2 separate regions of the Anser cygnoides genome follow, and region 1 is linked to region 2. Evidence: chromatin contacts called from public Hi-C data. All regions are on one chromosome and are shown on one strand. The core of a region is the stretch at or near the end of the contact, and the rest is flanking DNA. Distances in the headings are between cores, read along the strand shown. Region 1 has its middle 35 kb from the start of ABCA1. Region 2 overlaps LPL (lipoprotein lipase).

What was found. Hi-C and Micro-C count contacts between places; a contact is called where the count stands out from the background.
Region 1: a contact with region 2 is called in a Hi-C map of liver, with 2.8 times the contacts expected there. The contact joins two enhancer-like sites. A contact is called at or near these places in 2 of 7 Hi-C or Micro-C datasets (both in liver).

What each region holds. Positions count from the first base shown.
Region 1 is chrZ:33,259,896-33,263,790 of Taihu_goose_T2T_genome, reverse strand. No RefSeq gene overlaps it. Among named protein-coding and RNA genes, the nearest start is that of ABCA1, 35 kb to the right of the region's middle. Within about 2 kb of position 1,515, at least 1 of the 3 cell types and tissues checked has open chromatin away from gene starts, as enhancers often do. A contact at or near this core is called in liver, where this site is marked.
Region 2 is chrZ:32,943,755-32,947,550 of Taihu_goose_T2T_genome, reverse strand. LPL (lipoprotein lipase) reads left to right here. Exons shown (of 10, transcript XM_048051490.2): 9 at 948-1,052; 10 at 2,058-3,796. The coding sequence ends at 2,103. Among named protein-coding and RNA genes, the nearest start is that of LPL, 14 kb to the left of the region's middle. Within about 2 kb of position 1,295, at least 2 of the 3 cell types and tissues checked have open chromatin away from gene starts, as enhancers often do. A contact at or near this core is called in liver, where this site is marked.

The DNA.
Region 1 (3,895 bases), core at 266-2,765, 320 kb before region 2:
CAGCATAGCAGCTTGATGGTTTTTAGCCTGAAACTGAAATGGCTGTGGCCTGAGGGCGTGCAGGGGTGTTTCGAGGGTGCAAAACCTTCTGGGATATGACTGAAAAGATTATATATGGCAGACCTGAGATGCTGTTTTATCCAGATTGCCTTTTGACTGGAGTTAGCCGCTTCCAAAATTACACTTAGGTCTTATATGAGAGGGAATTAGTTTGCTATCCAACAACAATCCCCTCACCCCTGCTCCCCCAAAAACAAACAACAACAACAACAAAAAACAACAGAGGATTACATAAGCTATGCAATTGGTATTTGTTTATTTATTTATTTAATGGAGATTATGGAAGCAAGCAGAACAAGGAATGAACAAGGGAGCTAAGTAATTCAGTGTTGATGTGTGCCATCAGACAGTTGTTCCAGATGTTTTTATAGAACGAGGAAACAAAGGGACAGTTCCTGGATGAACAGACCTCCCCATGTGAACAGACTGTATATATATAGAAAAATATTGCAATCACTCACATTAATGCAGGGGTCAAAGTAAGGGTAACCCAACCTCCTGGCAGTGAGACATATACCAAAGTCTTCACGTGGCAGATAACCACAAGCAATGCACTACACGCATGGACGATCAAGGAGGTAGGGTTTTCCAGGGCTGTTCACAGGCAGGAGATAATACTGATCACCAGGGCTTGATTACACACCACTATAGGTGGAGTTAGGACTGGTTAGCCTATGGACCTCAGGGCAACCCAAGACACCCTGAGAGCCACTTCTTGGCTCCTTTCCTCCTTCGTGTAGGGTCTGGATTACCCATCAATCCCCACCTGTACAAAATATTACTGTCTGGCACCAGAACGGCACCTGGAATGCATCATCTGCTCAAGAACATGAGTTGGTCACCCTTTGCTTAAAGCCTTTGTGGGTAGATGGGACCCAACTTTTTTTTTTTTTCCCCTTTTTAACAAGGAATTAATGTAAAATCAATTCAACTTTTTAAAATGGCATGTGTAGGAGTGATGAAACCTAAAGGTTTTAACAAAGTGATCCTCTCAAGACATACTTGTCCATGGGAAGAGTACACAAACTTGGATTTAAACGTAAAAAAGGAGACCCAAACCTATTACGAAAGAAAGGGGGATGCTTTTTTTTTTTTTTTTTTTTAATTATTAACCACCATTATCTCATGGATTGCTTGGAGAATCATTTTTATTTGACAAGTGGACAAAAATTAACATTGAGCTGATCTCACTTATCTCAGTAAAATGGACAGATCAGGTGATTAAAGATAATTGCATGTTTCTGTAATTACTGGATTGTCTCTTAACAGTGCTGATCAAATAATTTAGCAGAAACTCTGTGGCGAAAAAGTCACTTTATCAAAACCAAAAATTTCTATCAGAATATATCAGCTCCTGTACTGTATTTAGTTATTAAAAATTTATGGTTATTTATGGGTAAAATATTTTTTCTCCCCAGCTAATATTACTTTTATAAAGCTGTGAATTTGCTATTTGCTCTATGTGTATTCATGATCAGACTTTAATTTAGAGATATTAAAGCAATTTGAATATGCAGTACTTCTGAAGCTGAACAAGTGATAGATGATAGGCATTATTAAATGCAAAAGAAGAATCAGACAGTATTTGTACTGATCTATGCCTAGTAAAAGACACCTATTAGACTTTGGCATACACTCAGACTATCAGTTTGCTTTTTAGAGACAGACCAAAGTCTCCAAATTTAATAAGTTAAAGAATGAAATTCATTATGGAAATATTAATGACTAGTAGCCAAAAATCAAAGCTTAAAAGCAGAAATGTTTACTAACTAAGTTTTGTCTGTATTTATAAAATGTTTTGTTCATATTTATCTATTATGTAAATCAAAAGGTCCAAAAGAACTTCATGTTATGCTTGATGCTTAATTATTCATGTAGTAATATTAATACTAAACTACATATGCAGAAGATGTTGGATTTTGTGAAAGTTGTGATATTTTTTGTTTGTTCTTTTTCCTAAAGGAGCTATAAAGTAGCATTAATTTAGATTGTTGTTTCAGGCATACTACTCTGCAGAATGCCAAAGTGTCCATGTATTCAGAGTTTACATATTTAACATTTGGGGTTAAGTGTGTGCCACTCCCTCTTCAGCTATGAATTTGGAAATCTGCACCAAAACTGCTTTGGACCTTTTTCTGGTATTTATGCTGAATTATGGATTATTATGGATTTCTAGCCATTTGATTTAAAAATACTGAATCATAATTTTTATTACTCAGAAATTTTCTATTTCTGGCCAACCAATATGAAATCTTAGAAATCCCTCATTTTCATAGGCAGGAGCAGATGTCACCTCTCTCTGCATAATTCTGCATGTTTTTAGAAGCATGGGTGTTACTCTAAGGCATGTCTGACACATGGTACTGTTGCAGCAGAGCTGGGTCCAGAGCTTGAGACTCACTGCAAGCCTCCTATTTGCTTTGGGGATAGGGTTGGAATGACTTACAGGAAGGTCTTCAAACTCTCCCTTTCATGGGGACTGCACCTTCTTTGACATATAATTGATGCTGGCAGATTAGTGCTAAAAACTTGCTTTTATTTTTCATAGGTGACTGGGAATGCTTCTTCTAATACATCCTGAATGTGGAGAGAACAGTCTCATGAGTGAACTTCACAGCTGGGGCAGATTTTGTAGACTTATAGCCTAGTAATGCAGTAGTGGTCAAAAAAATCACAGGTTTTGTACAGAGTTTGCCAGGCCTCAGAACTACAGCAGGCTTGCTTTGCTGGAAATTTTCTTGACTGATTGGAGTTTTGTTTTTACTTTATTTAGCTGTAGTGTCATTTGTTCTAATGACCATGCAGCCATGTCTGATTTTTTTAGTTTTGCGTATCATTGAATGGCACAGCCATGATTTTTATATCAGTAGTAGTAAGTAGTTATTCAGTTTAGATCAAGACACGACTCTAATGCACTGATGTAGTGTAGAGGAATAACAGGCCTGGTATGACAGCAGAAGACACAGGATGCTGTATGGAAGAGCATGGGCATGGAGTGGCAAGAGCTAGGACACAGGTTGGTTCTGGCCCCAGATCCCCAGTGGTAAGTTAGAGAAATGCAGACCTGGAGCTGGGCAAAGCTCTCTGTAGGAATAACAAAGAGAAACAAAAAAATGCAAGTTTTTCACATACATAAAATACATTGTACATAGTAAACTCAGGTATAATACTGCAGACCGGTAGAGAAAGAGCAAGGTTTGAAAACATCATAGAAAGCATCATATATGTGAAAAATAATAGGAAAGAGTGTAAGAAAGAGAAAGCAACATAATATGCCTCCTGTCAAAGAAATGTGGATGCTGACAATTTATTCCACCCCTTCCCCTCTAACAAAGTGGAAACTGAACGTTAGGACCCAGGAAAGCAGTAGAGGGTGAGTATAACACCAGGAAAAAGTGTGGAAACCAAGAACTATGTGCGTAATGTTTTTAACTATATCATTATTGAGACTTATGTCTTGCTAGTAGTAAGTAGTATTCTTTTTTCTTTTTTAACGATTTTGTAATAGTTAGAATCATAGAATATCCTGAGTTGGAAGGAGGGACACACCAGGATCATGAGGAACACAGGCCCTAGGGAACCCCACTAGTGACTGGGTGACAGCCTGATGCAGCCTTTTACAATAACCCTCTGAGCCCAACCCATCAGCCAATTGTTCACCCATTATATTATGTATTTGTCTAGCTGCATGCTGGACATTTTGTCCAGAAGGATACTGTGAGAGACAGTATCGAAAGCTTTACAAAAATCCAAGGAGATTACAGCAACTGGATTCCCTTGGTCAACTAGATGGGTGACTTTGTCATAAAAGGAAATTAAGTTAATTAAGCAGAAC
Region 2 (3,796 bases), core at 46-2,545:
TGTCTCATTTGCCTCAGGTTGGTTATAATATGCAAGAGAGGATCTCAACGAGAAGCTCTGATTGTATTTGCAATTTCTCCTTTCTCTTGCTGGACACATGCACAGGTTTTCATGCAAAGAGCCTGCTTAAAAGTAAACTTTTCAGAAACATTTCCAAAAAATGCATTCACACTGGAAATGATTGCTTCGTTAAGCTGGATTTTCTGAAGAGTAGGACGTATCTTAATGGTGGGTGGGAAATGAAACACATGAATGCTGCAGATGTTGCTAATACATGAATGCTAAAACAGCAGTTAATCTGAGCAGTACTGCTTTCCCCTGAATCTTTTGAAGTATTTAGATTCATTAGACGTGAGATCTGTTAGCAGAAAATGGGTCTGGAACAGAGAATGTGCATGTCCTGTGTACAGTGTTGTGAATAGTATGTTCCTCCTTTAAATAAACAAGGCAGTCACTTTATCAAAAAAACAGTTATCAGAGCTGAACAAATATAGGGGTTGGGAAAGTACTGATAAGTAGAAAAGCAACCACTCAGGTTTGCTGGAATTGGCAACCTACTCTGTTTGCAAATATTCAAGGGAGCAAGGCTTTCTTCCAAGATCATTAACCTAAAGGAAAAGTCACACGACTAGTGTAAATACAGAACCAAGAGACTTCGAGGTAGAGCCTCTGCTCTCTCAGCCACAACAAGGTTTTATGCAAAGGGCTAACAAAAGTTTGAGGTCCATACATCCTGCATTTACCAGTTTTTCTTACACGGTGATTCTTTTCTTACGGAATTTTTTCTTTATATTTTTTAAAATAATTTTCTGCCAGTGATTTTCCCAGGCTGGTAAAGCAGTAGTGCCCCACGTGGCAGTGTGAACACTGCTTCCCAGCATCCTGTTCCTGCAGTTAAAAGAAGATGTCTGGCTCAGTCATCTAAATGTCCAACATCTATTTCACAGGGTGGTGTTCTGTTCTCGAGATGGCACCTCACGTCTTGGTAAAGGAGAAGAGGCAGCAATATTTGTGAAATGCCTGGAGCAGCCTGTCAACAGGAAAAGGGGAGGGTAAGAGCACGCACCATTGTCTTAAGGTTGTGGAAACATGAATGGGTTTCATAAAACTTCGAGATTTGATTGATTCTGCACTAATATTCTAAACAATGCAGAAACATCGCAACTCAGTCTAATTTGAGGTTTGCTTGTAGGAGCTTTTGTAGCTTAAAAGCCCCAGACTGTTCTCTGCTAACCATCTCCTCATGTGGTTGTTACCACACCTGCAAAGCAAGTGCAAGTCCCTCTCACACTGTGGTGGTGGTGAAGTATAAATCTTACTGTTAAAGAGGGTTTACTAACAAACCCTCTGGTTTTAGAGGGCACTAACACAGAGGAAAGCTTTCTTCTGTCTGAAGGAGTTCTATGTTCACCCTTAATGCAAGGACATCCAAGCACCCATGCTGAGTCAGTCCAGAGCCCTTCCTTAGGCTAGACGTGGGTCTGGAGGCTGGTATAGACAGAAACAGGGCAGGCACATGGAGGTACTCTCACTGGCACACTACTTTCCTCTGGATTAGTGACTTCCTGAGATTCGCACCTCAAATTTATAGCAAGATTACATCTGCGTGTTTAATGCATATTTTTTTCCTGATTAGTAACTTTTCTGACCCAGAGTAAACTTTAAATGTGAGGACAATTTTACTTGGACTTTATCCACTAAAGTTTGAGCTGGAGAAGCGGTTATATTTATTTTAGTGCAGTTGCTATCAGTGAAAGGTCTCATGGGGATACTTGTAGACTTAGATCTTTTTTTCTGCATAAAAAGGCACATGTGCTGACCTTCACTCCAGGGCAATGACCTGGCGAGGCCTTGGGAGCTCTGTGTGTGTGTGTGCATGTGTGTTTGTCTGACACACCTGTAAAATTCAGTGGCGGCCAGGAACGGCCCAACCACATAACTTATTTTCCTGTTGAGTATTGTTTTTGGATCTTAAGTCTCAAAACAAGACAAAAATTGAACAAGTGTCTTATGTCTTTCTCTTCACCTTGTCTGTATTGTTTTTTTTCTTCCCACAGAGCCAAGAAAGCCTCTAAAGAAAATTCTGCACAGGAATCTGCTTAAAAGTGACAAGAATTAAGATTTTTTTTCCACACTGGGGAGGAGGAGAGTCTGTTCATCCCAATGAACTGGATGTTCAGAACCAAATATATAGAAATATTTATCCGCCACTGGCCTTTTTGCCTGCTATTCCTAGCTACTTAGGAGGCTTCTTGTAAGGAAGTCTCAGCATACAAAATACTAACCATAAAGATACATTATCGAATAGTTGTTTAAAACAAAGAAATCCCCGCAACAAATTGCCAAAGGCTTGAGTGTTAGGAAGGAATAAGTGATTTTTGCTTAATCATGGTGCCTTGTGACAAAGTTTCTTGACATCAGTTCCTCTATAGCAGTTTTGTAGTATTTATTGAAAAGAAGCAGAGACCTGTACCTGGTTTCTTTCTGGAGTCTTCTGGAACTGGACTTTTATTTCCTCCTTGCTTGGCTATCTGAATTTTCAGACAGTTCAGTGGCTAGAGTTCATTGTCTTCAGGTGTGTGTTTAGCAAATAGGTAGGCTTCTCATGTGAAAAAATACTTTTGCTGTGTGTAAAGCTGTATCCAAAAGATGTCAGGGACTGACTCAATATGGGGATGAATTTTTTAGTTTGTGGTTATGAATGTGCTTTACTGGGGGTAAATGCCAGTGCTGCTTAGCAGTACTTATGGTCTGTTAAACTATATACTTCTATGCAGCGTAACCTGTAATAAATAGCAGTTGTAGGAGAAGACAGCAATACCAGTGTCCTATGCAGACATTCAGCTTTTCATTTGTGCTTTCATTCCCCTGAAAATGGAGCCATCAAACCTCCAACACTGTGCTGAGTAAGGAACGGCAATGGAGTTGAGCTACCAGAAACTGCAGGGAATGGACTTTTTTTTTAACCACTTGCTTGCATCCCTGATGCTAAAACTAAGAGTTTCAGTGCTGTTTGACACTAAATGCCATTCATGCAGCTGTGTGACAGCTATATCTGGTTTGCAGTGCAACTAAATCCACAGGTGACCAGCATACCCCTGCTTCCCTGTACTGGAATTGTGACTTCCAGTGACCAGCCTTCATTTGTTGCTTGGCTGTGATGTGATGCCAGATACTAGGAGTTGCTTGGTTTTCCGCCTTGAGGTGGAATTCAGCAGGGAGCAAGATCTGTGACATTTAAAAAGAGCCTGATTTTTTGATGCACAAAAATGAATGGTCTGAGAAACACTTGAATTAGACGTGCTGTGAGTTGCCAAAAACAGATATATTGAAGGCTTTCTGCTTTCCCTTTCTTGAAGTAATGTGTAATTTTTCTAGTGCTTGGGAAAATTCAATAGCCTTCATTTAGCTTTCTAGAGGATAAACAAAATACCGGGGAGGTAGAAGGGTTTGAAGGTAGACATTTGGAGAAGTGTAATGTTGATGTATTGATGCTGGTTTTCATAGTCTTTTCCCACATGTGCAAGACAAAGTGTGGAGGTGGTGATTCTCCAAGACCATCCTATCTTTGAAGCAAAACCAACATAAATACATTTATGTGCACAGTTGTTTTTTTTTCTAGCCATCGCTGCTAGTATATATGGGGATAAAAGTCTTGAACAGTGCAATATGTTGGAATATTAATAACTCCAAAATTGCTTACATTTGGTTTCCTCACTACAGATAGGATGAGTCATTGAGGGTGGGGCTGAGTATTGAGCCACAGCATATGAGACCTCTAAAAATAAATACGATT